2 separate regions of the Ovis aries genome follow, and region 2 is linked to region 1. The links are chromatin contacts, called in public Hi-C maps. All regions are on one chromosome and are shown on one strand. The core of a region is the stretch at or near the end of the contact, and the rest is flanking DNA. Distances in the headings are between cores, read along the strand shown.

The links. Hi-C and Micro-C count contacts between places; a contact is called where the count stands out from the background.
Region 2: a Hi-C map of tail adipose tissue shows a contact between it and region 1, with 2.9 times the contacts expected there. The contact joins the enhancer-like site here to the promoter of SWAP70 in region 1. A contact is called at or near these places in 3 of 16 Hi-C or Micro-C datasets (blood, hypothalamus and tail adipose tissue).

What each region holds. Positions count from the first base shown.
Region 1 is chr15:42,698,945-42,702,083 of ARS-UI_Ramb_v3.0, forward strand. SWAP70 (switching B cell complex subunit SWAP70) reads right to left here and starts at 1,583. Exons shown (of 12, transcript XM_004016163.5): 1 at 1,412-1,583. The coding sequence starts at 1,510.
Region 2 is chr15:42,767,913-42,771,051 of ARS-UI_Ramb_v3.0, forward strand. No RefSeq gene overlaps it. Among named protein-coding and RNA genes, the nearest start is that of WEE1, 30 kb to the right of the region's middle. Within about 2 kb of position 1,484, at least 45 of the 54 cell types and tissues checked have an H3K27ac peak or open chromatin away from gene starts, as enhancers often do. A contact at or near this core is called in hypothalamus and tail adipose tissue, where this site is marked.

The sequences.
Region 1 (3,139 bases), core at 333-2,832:
AAAAAGAATTATTGATACAACATCAGTGAATCTCAAAGGCATATATGCTAAATAAAAGAAGCCAATGTCAAAAGGTTACATACTCTGTGACTCCATTTTTATGACATTGTGGAAAAGACAAAACTACAGTAATTAAGAACAGGTCATCGATTGCCAGCAGTCAAGGAAGAGGGAGCAGCATGAAGGAAATTTTGGGGATGGTGTAACTGACAAAAACCCAATTTTGGTAGTAGTTATACAAATCTATGTATGTTAAAACTCAGAACCATCCACCAAAAAAGTTAATTTTACTCTGTTAATTTTAAAAATGTATTCAAATAAAGATTAAGTGGATGATCTCCATGAATTGTTCCAGACTATGATTTTGTGTATAAGAAAAGAGAGTAGGGTGAAAGGAAAACAGGCAGAATGCTGAGTCCTACTGGCATAAAAGCCACTAGTCATAAGAACCTCTGGATGACTGCACAAAATATACAAAGCAAACTCAATCTTCAGAAATTCACTCCCAGAAGAGGCTAAAAAAACGAGACATTCATGTCCAAAATGTGTATATTTTAAAATGCCTATGAATGGTTCTTCTTGTCTGTTTCCGTATTTTAAACTTTCAAGAAGCTGCCAATTTCTCCTGGCCAAGTGCCACTTGCCCTGCTTGCTGCTGCTGCCCTGCTTGGGGTTACTCAATTTACAAGCATTCCTTTATTCATACCTTACTCTCTCTTAATGATGGGGTCTTTGGCAGTCACAATAAAACCCTTTGCAGGGTGCCGATAGAGCTCCTCACCCGGAAACTGCGTTCCTGCGGGACACGGCACACCCTGGACTCGATCCAGACTTGAGGACGCCAGGTCGTCCTCACTAATCGGAAAGCGTCCCCCATTGCTACAGCGCCCCAAAAGCCGAGGCCGCCGAGGGCCGGGCCCTGGGGCACTTCTCCCTCCCTTCTCGGAACTGCCCGGTTGCCTGCGGTGCAGCTGGCCGTTTTGAGGACTGCCCCGGTGCGGAGCGTGCGCCTTGCAGGGCTCTGCCCAGGCACCTTGGGCAAGCCCCTTCCTCTCCCAGACAAGAGTGAAGAGGAAACTTTGGGTTAGTTTCCTAGGGAGCTTCCCACCGCCCTCTCGGAGTCTGAAACCTTCCCGGCCTCCTGTGCCAACAGGGAGCCGAGCTCGCCGCTCAGGGTCCCCACCCCCGCGGTCCCTTGCTCAAGGTGAGCCCTGGGGAAACTAACGCAAAACAAGAGGGAGTCCAAAAAATGCAAATGCCGGTCTCTGCCCCCTCCACCCCAAGCAGGCCGCTCGGCCACATTCTGGGCTGCCACTCCCTGTGGTCACCGCCCGCCTGCCCGCTTCCACCGGGGATAGTAGAGCGCGCGCCGAGGAGGGGCGAATAGGGATCTGGGAGAGGGTGTGCCCACCTTGAGCTGGGATTTGGAGACCTTGCCGCTGTGGTCCAGGTCGAGCGCGGTGAACGCATGCCAGATGCCCTTGAGCAGCTCATCCTTCAAGCTCCCCATGCCTGCGGCGCTGCTCCTCCGGCTGCGGCGACTGCCCCGCCAGCCACTCTGCGTCTGAAGCCCCTCGGCCTCTGCCTCCCCCGCCTGCCGAGCGGTCACGTGACCTCGCCAGGCCCGGCCCCGCCAGGCCCCGCCCACTCGGCGCCCTCGGGGGAACTGCGCTCCGCAGAGCGAGCCCGGAGTCGCGTGGTCTGCCTATCCCTGCGGGTGTGGACGCCCAGCCTTGTTTCCCGGCTAGGAAGACAGGCGACACCACGCACTCCCCTAGTGCTTCCAAAACCGGCTCGGGCCACTTTTCGGTACTTGCACGCCTTCCAAACAAGAGCCCCTATCCCGAGGAAAAATATGAGGGTAGAGGAGAGCAGCCTCCTTGGCTTCAGTACGCGTCCAGCAGCGACAAAGGGAGCCCTGGTCCTGACCCTAGAAGGGGGTCACAGTCTGAAGAGGCCAGACAAGATCCCCAAAAATTCCCGGGCAGGGCTTCAAATTCTGGCACAGTTCCTAGTGGGAGAGTACATGGAGCCGCAGGGGAAGCAGGGAAGGGCCTCGAGGGAAACTGGTTCATTCATTTCGTAAACCGTTTCTTGATGTCTACTGTGTAGTGGATTCCGGGGTCTCAGAGATGAGGTTTAAGGTGGGTTTAGAAGTCAAGAGAGTCAAGCAACATTTTCTTTCTAACTCTCAGCTGTTTAGGGTCAGTTCACAACTTACAGAGGGTTTGACATTCTGTTTCCTGATATTTCTGTGCTTGTATAATATGAGATCTGGAAGGACCCCAGTAAATCACTCCACCCATCTTACTAATCAGAATGGGTGGACCATTTAAAAGAACCTATCCATGCCCAGAAGAATGTCCTCTTCATTGTAGATGTTCATTTCATATCTGTTAACAGTGATCACTTGAGCTCTTTGGGCTTCAGATTTTCCACATATGAAATGAGCATGGTTGCTCCAGATGTTCTGGAAAGGCTCTGCTAGTGCTAGACAATAACTACTGCTGGCTGACACCAGTCTGATTAAGTCACCAGGCACAGTGCCTTGCATCTCCGATCCAAGACCAAATCTGGACAAAAAGGAGAAAAAAAACAATTACTAAGAATTTTCAAAGGGAAATGGTTCTCAGGTGGTTTTGTTTTCCTCTTTTATGTTCCTAAATGCATGTATATGCACTTTGTTAAAAGGAAAAGGGTATCATAAGCAAGGGGGATTTGGAGAGAGCAGAAAAGGAAGGAGCTACTTCAGTGAGCTTGAAGCCAAAGGGAACCTGGTGGGCCAGAGGAAGGGATAACCCAGTTGAAGGGAATGGGCAGAAGCAGAGGGACTGTCAGTCTCTCACTGGAGGGCACTCGAGCCCCTGCTTCTCCATTTGTTGGGACTTTGCTTTCTCTGCTAGAATCCAGTCTCCATCAGTGATCTTCCATACTCCAGGTCAAGTCTTCCAGTCAACAAAAACACATGATTTAACCTCTAATTTCTTCACGGAACTCAGCTTTCCCTGGGTAGTGACAAAAAAGAAACCCTCCTAATTCTCAAGGTTCAGATTAACCACTAGATGACACTCCTCCTTCTCTCTGTATCTGGAAGCACCAGAAAGATGTTTCAAAGCTTTTGCTGGGGTGAGGGGTGTCA
Region 2 (3,139 bases), core at 234-2,733, 69 kb after region 1:
TTATTTCTATTTAAGCACAAAGAAATGCAGAAGTAGATCTACGTGAACCTAATTTGTCTTTAAAACGAAACCAACTGTGCCCCTGAGGCTTTTTTGGGGGTGGTGGAAGGGGCTTCTGTAAGGAAAGTCAAGTCCAGGTTGTAATGACCCTCACTGGAGAACCAAACACTTGCACTGGGGTCGATTCGTGGGCCTCGGGTCGCTCCTCAGGGTAACCTCCATGTTAGTGCCGAGAGGTCTGAATCTAGAAACCCACTGAATGTTCAGCTTTTCATAACCAAATTAAGGTTATGTACATTGGTCATCATAACAGCTACCGAATTTCTTACTAGAAGAAGGCATTTCAGGGTTGTCATGGACTCCTTAAATCCTAGACAAACTTACTTGGCCCTGTACCCCTAGATTAAAAACTCCTGCTGCATCTGCTAAATACATTGTGTGTGACGTGAACATTCTTTTTCATCTGTTGATAGGTTTCTGATTAATAAGTACAAATAAATAAGTACAGATTAATTTAAAAGAAATACTGAATTCAGAGACTTTGTTGTTGTTATGTATGTTCTCCAAAGAGACAGTAAACGCCCTTACAGGTCCAGGAGCACGTTAAAAGGGGTCTTCCATCCCAGGGGTCCCCTATCCCTGCAGCATGGCTGAACCCCCAATGTCCCTTCTAAGACAGTGGGTCCTGCACTGGCGGGTCCCGAGGCCCAGGCATTGGAAGGCGTCTGTGCTTTTCGGGGTTTTTTTAATTTTATTTTATTTTATTTTTTCACGGAAATGCTGCAACCGCTGGTTGGCTCACCTGTATTTTAAGTTTTACTCTCCAATTATCACTGGGTTTTCCGGACGTAGACTGTCAGCCAGTGTCTAAAAAAATAACCAGCACGGTCCTGAGCCCGTGGCGCAGCCCTCGAGGGCGCTCTGGGTGAGCGCCCTGGGGAGGAGCCCTGACGCGCCCGGGCGTAGGCGGCCGGCCGGGCCGCAGCCAACCGCGGAATATCCTGCCCGCGAGCTCCCCCGCCTGGGCGCGCCGGCAGGCCCGGCCGAGACCAGGGAGCGCGCGGCGTTCCCGCGCGGAGGGGCGCGCCGGGCGTGGCGGCGGTGTGGGCGCCTTTCGGCGCCGGCTCCCGACAGCCCTCGGCGCCGGGCTGAGCGGCGCCAGGCCCGAGACGGTGCGGTTCCCGAACACCCTCTTCCCCGGCGGCTCGCGGACTGAAGGGAGACCGTGAGCAGAGGGGCGCACGCGCCGGCCTGTTCCTCATCGCTGACGACTCCAGGACGACCCCTCTCCCGGCTCGCTTCTCATTCCCTGAGATGCCCCCAAACCTGATTTCCACTTTGGCGACCAAACTTGGCCGGTTCGAGAATCCCCGGCCTGACTCAGTCCGAGACTCATCTGACAATAGCATCTGGCACCCGTACTGTATGTGTGCGTCTGCTGAATAAATAAAATATTTTATTTTTCATGTTTGAACGGTGTCTGTTTCAACAACATTTCAACAGTGAGCCCCTTGTTAGGAGTGGGTACAGTCTGTGATGTGCTGAGAAGGATGGGGGGCGGCCGAGGAAGTGGGAAAAACGCAGGAAGCTGCTGACTGAAAAGTCAGCTCCTAGAACCTATCCGGGCGCAGCGCCTGGTGCGGCGGAATTCCGCACGGAGGGCGAGAACCACGTGACCTCATCACGGAACTGGAAAGAAAGATGCTAAAGGGAGAGCCCGAAGGGGACAGTTACTTCCTGACAGCCGGGTACAGGCCCAGCTCTTAGAGGCACTAGAGACGTGCGATTGGGGAAACCTGAGACTCCAGGAGACCTGGGCAGAAGGAGGCCTGTCAAAAGCGCCCCAAATCCTCCTGCAGAGACAGAGCGACACATGGCGCCCCGCCCCCCCCCCCCCCCCCCCCCCCCCCCGCCCCCGACACACACACACCCGGGCTGCGGGCTCGGAGGGCAGATTCTAGGCCCGGCCCCAGGCTTCTCAGATCCTGTGGGACCAAGGCAGCCTGCAGGGGGCAAAATGTTCGTTTCTGCTGCTAGGCTGGGGCTGAAACCAGAGCCAAAAATAGAAGCTGAGATCAACTGAAAGGAATGAGACTGAACAAACGTGTGTATGTCGAAAACCCCGATGTGACACATAGTAAATTAATATTCCTAAACACGGGTGTAAAACGGGGTTACTCAGTGAGGAATGCTCGCATACATGAATGAACATTTGGAGGGAAAAAAAGAAGGTCTACATTATACATCAAAATAAACTCCATGTGGATTAAAATTCTAAATATTTTTAAGAACGTCATAGAAACACTATATTAAATAGGATAAAACAGATTTATGGGTATATGTCAGCATTCCCAAAGCTTTGAAACAAGAAACTGCAAAGGAAGACTAACATTCAAAAACTGGACAGGATTTTTAAAAGAAAAATGTTTACACAAAACAACAAACAGAAAATCCCTCAAATGTATAAAATTTTGTTTAAATATAAATATTAAAAAAACAAAGATTCCACTAACTCAATTTACAAAGAAGTATGTAGTTCAAGAGGAGAAATAAAATTAGTACACAAGTATAGGAGGAAATTTTCATTGTTCCAGATAATCAAACATTTTAAACTTCAAACAACTTTGAAAAATATTGCATCACTGTATTGTACACCTGAAACTAACATAATATTGTAAATCAATTATACTTTTATTAAAAAAAAACTTTGACATAGCACCATACATCTACTAAAGTTGCAGAAATGCCATAAAATTGTAATGCATGATGTTAGCAAAGCAATAAAATAATGCTCACAATAATACTTTGAATATTTAAAAAATTGATTTATATACATCTTAAGACAATGATAAATTCATTAAGCTGAAGTAATATTGTCAAATATATGTTATTTTATCTTCACCCAATTAACAAAGTCCTTAACTTCAATGGAAAGTGACTGCAAAAAGATTGCTTCACCTCATCCTTTTCCCAGAGTTGCAGTTAGCCAGACATAAAATGCCACTTCTTCATTTTCAGCACACTCAGTCTGTTGCAAAATAAAGTATCTATAGATATGAATTAAAGTACTGTCACAGTTTAGGGAAAGGATCTTCAAAGTAAAAGCAAAAAAAGATCTTGAGTTAGTTTATTCACTTCT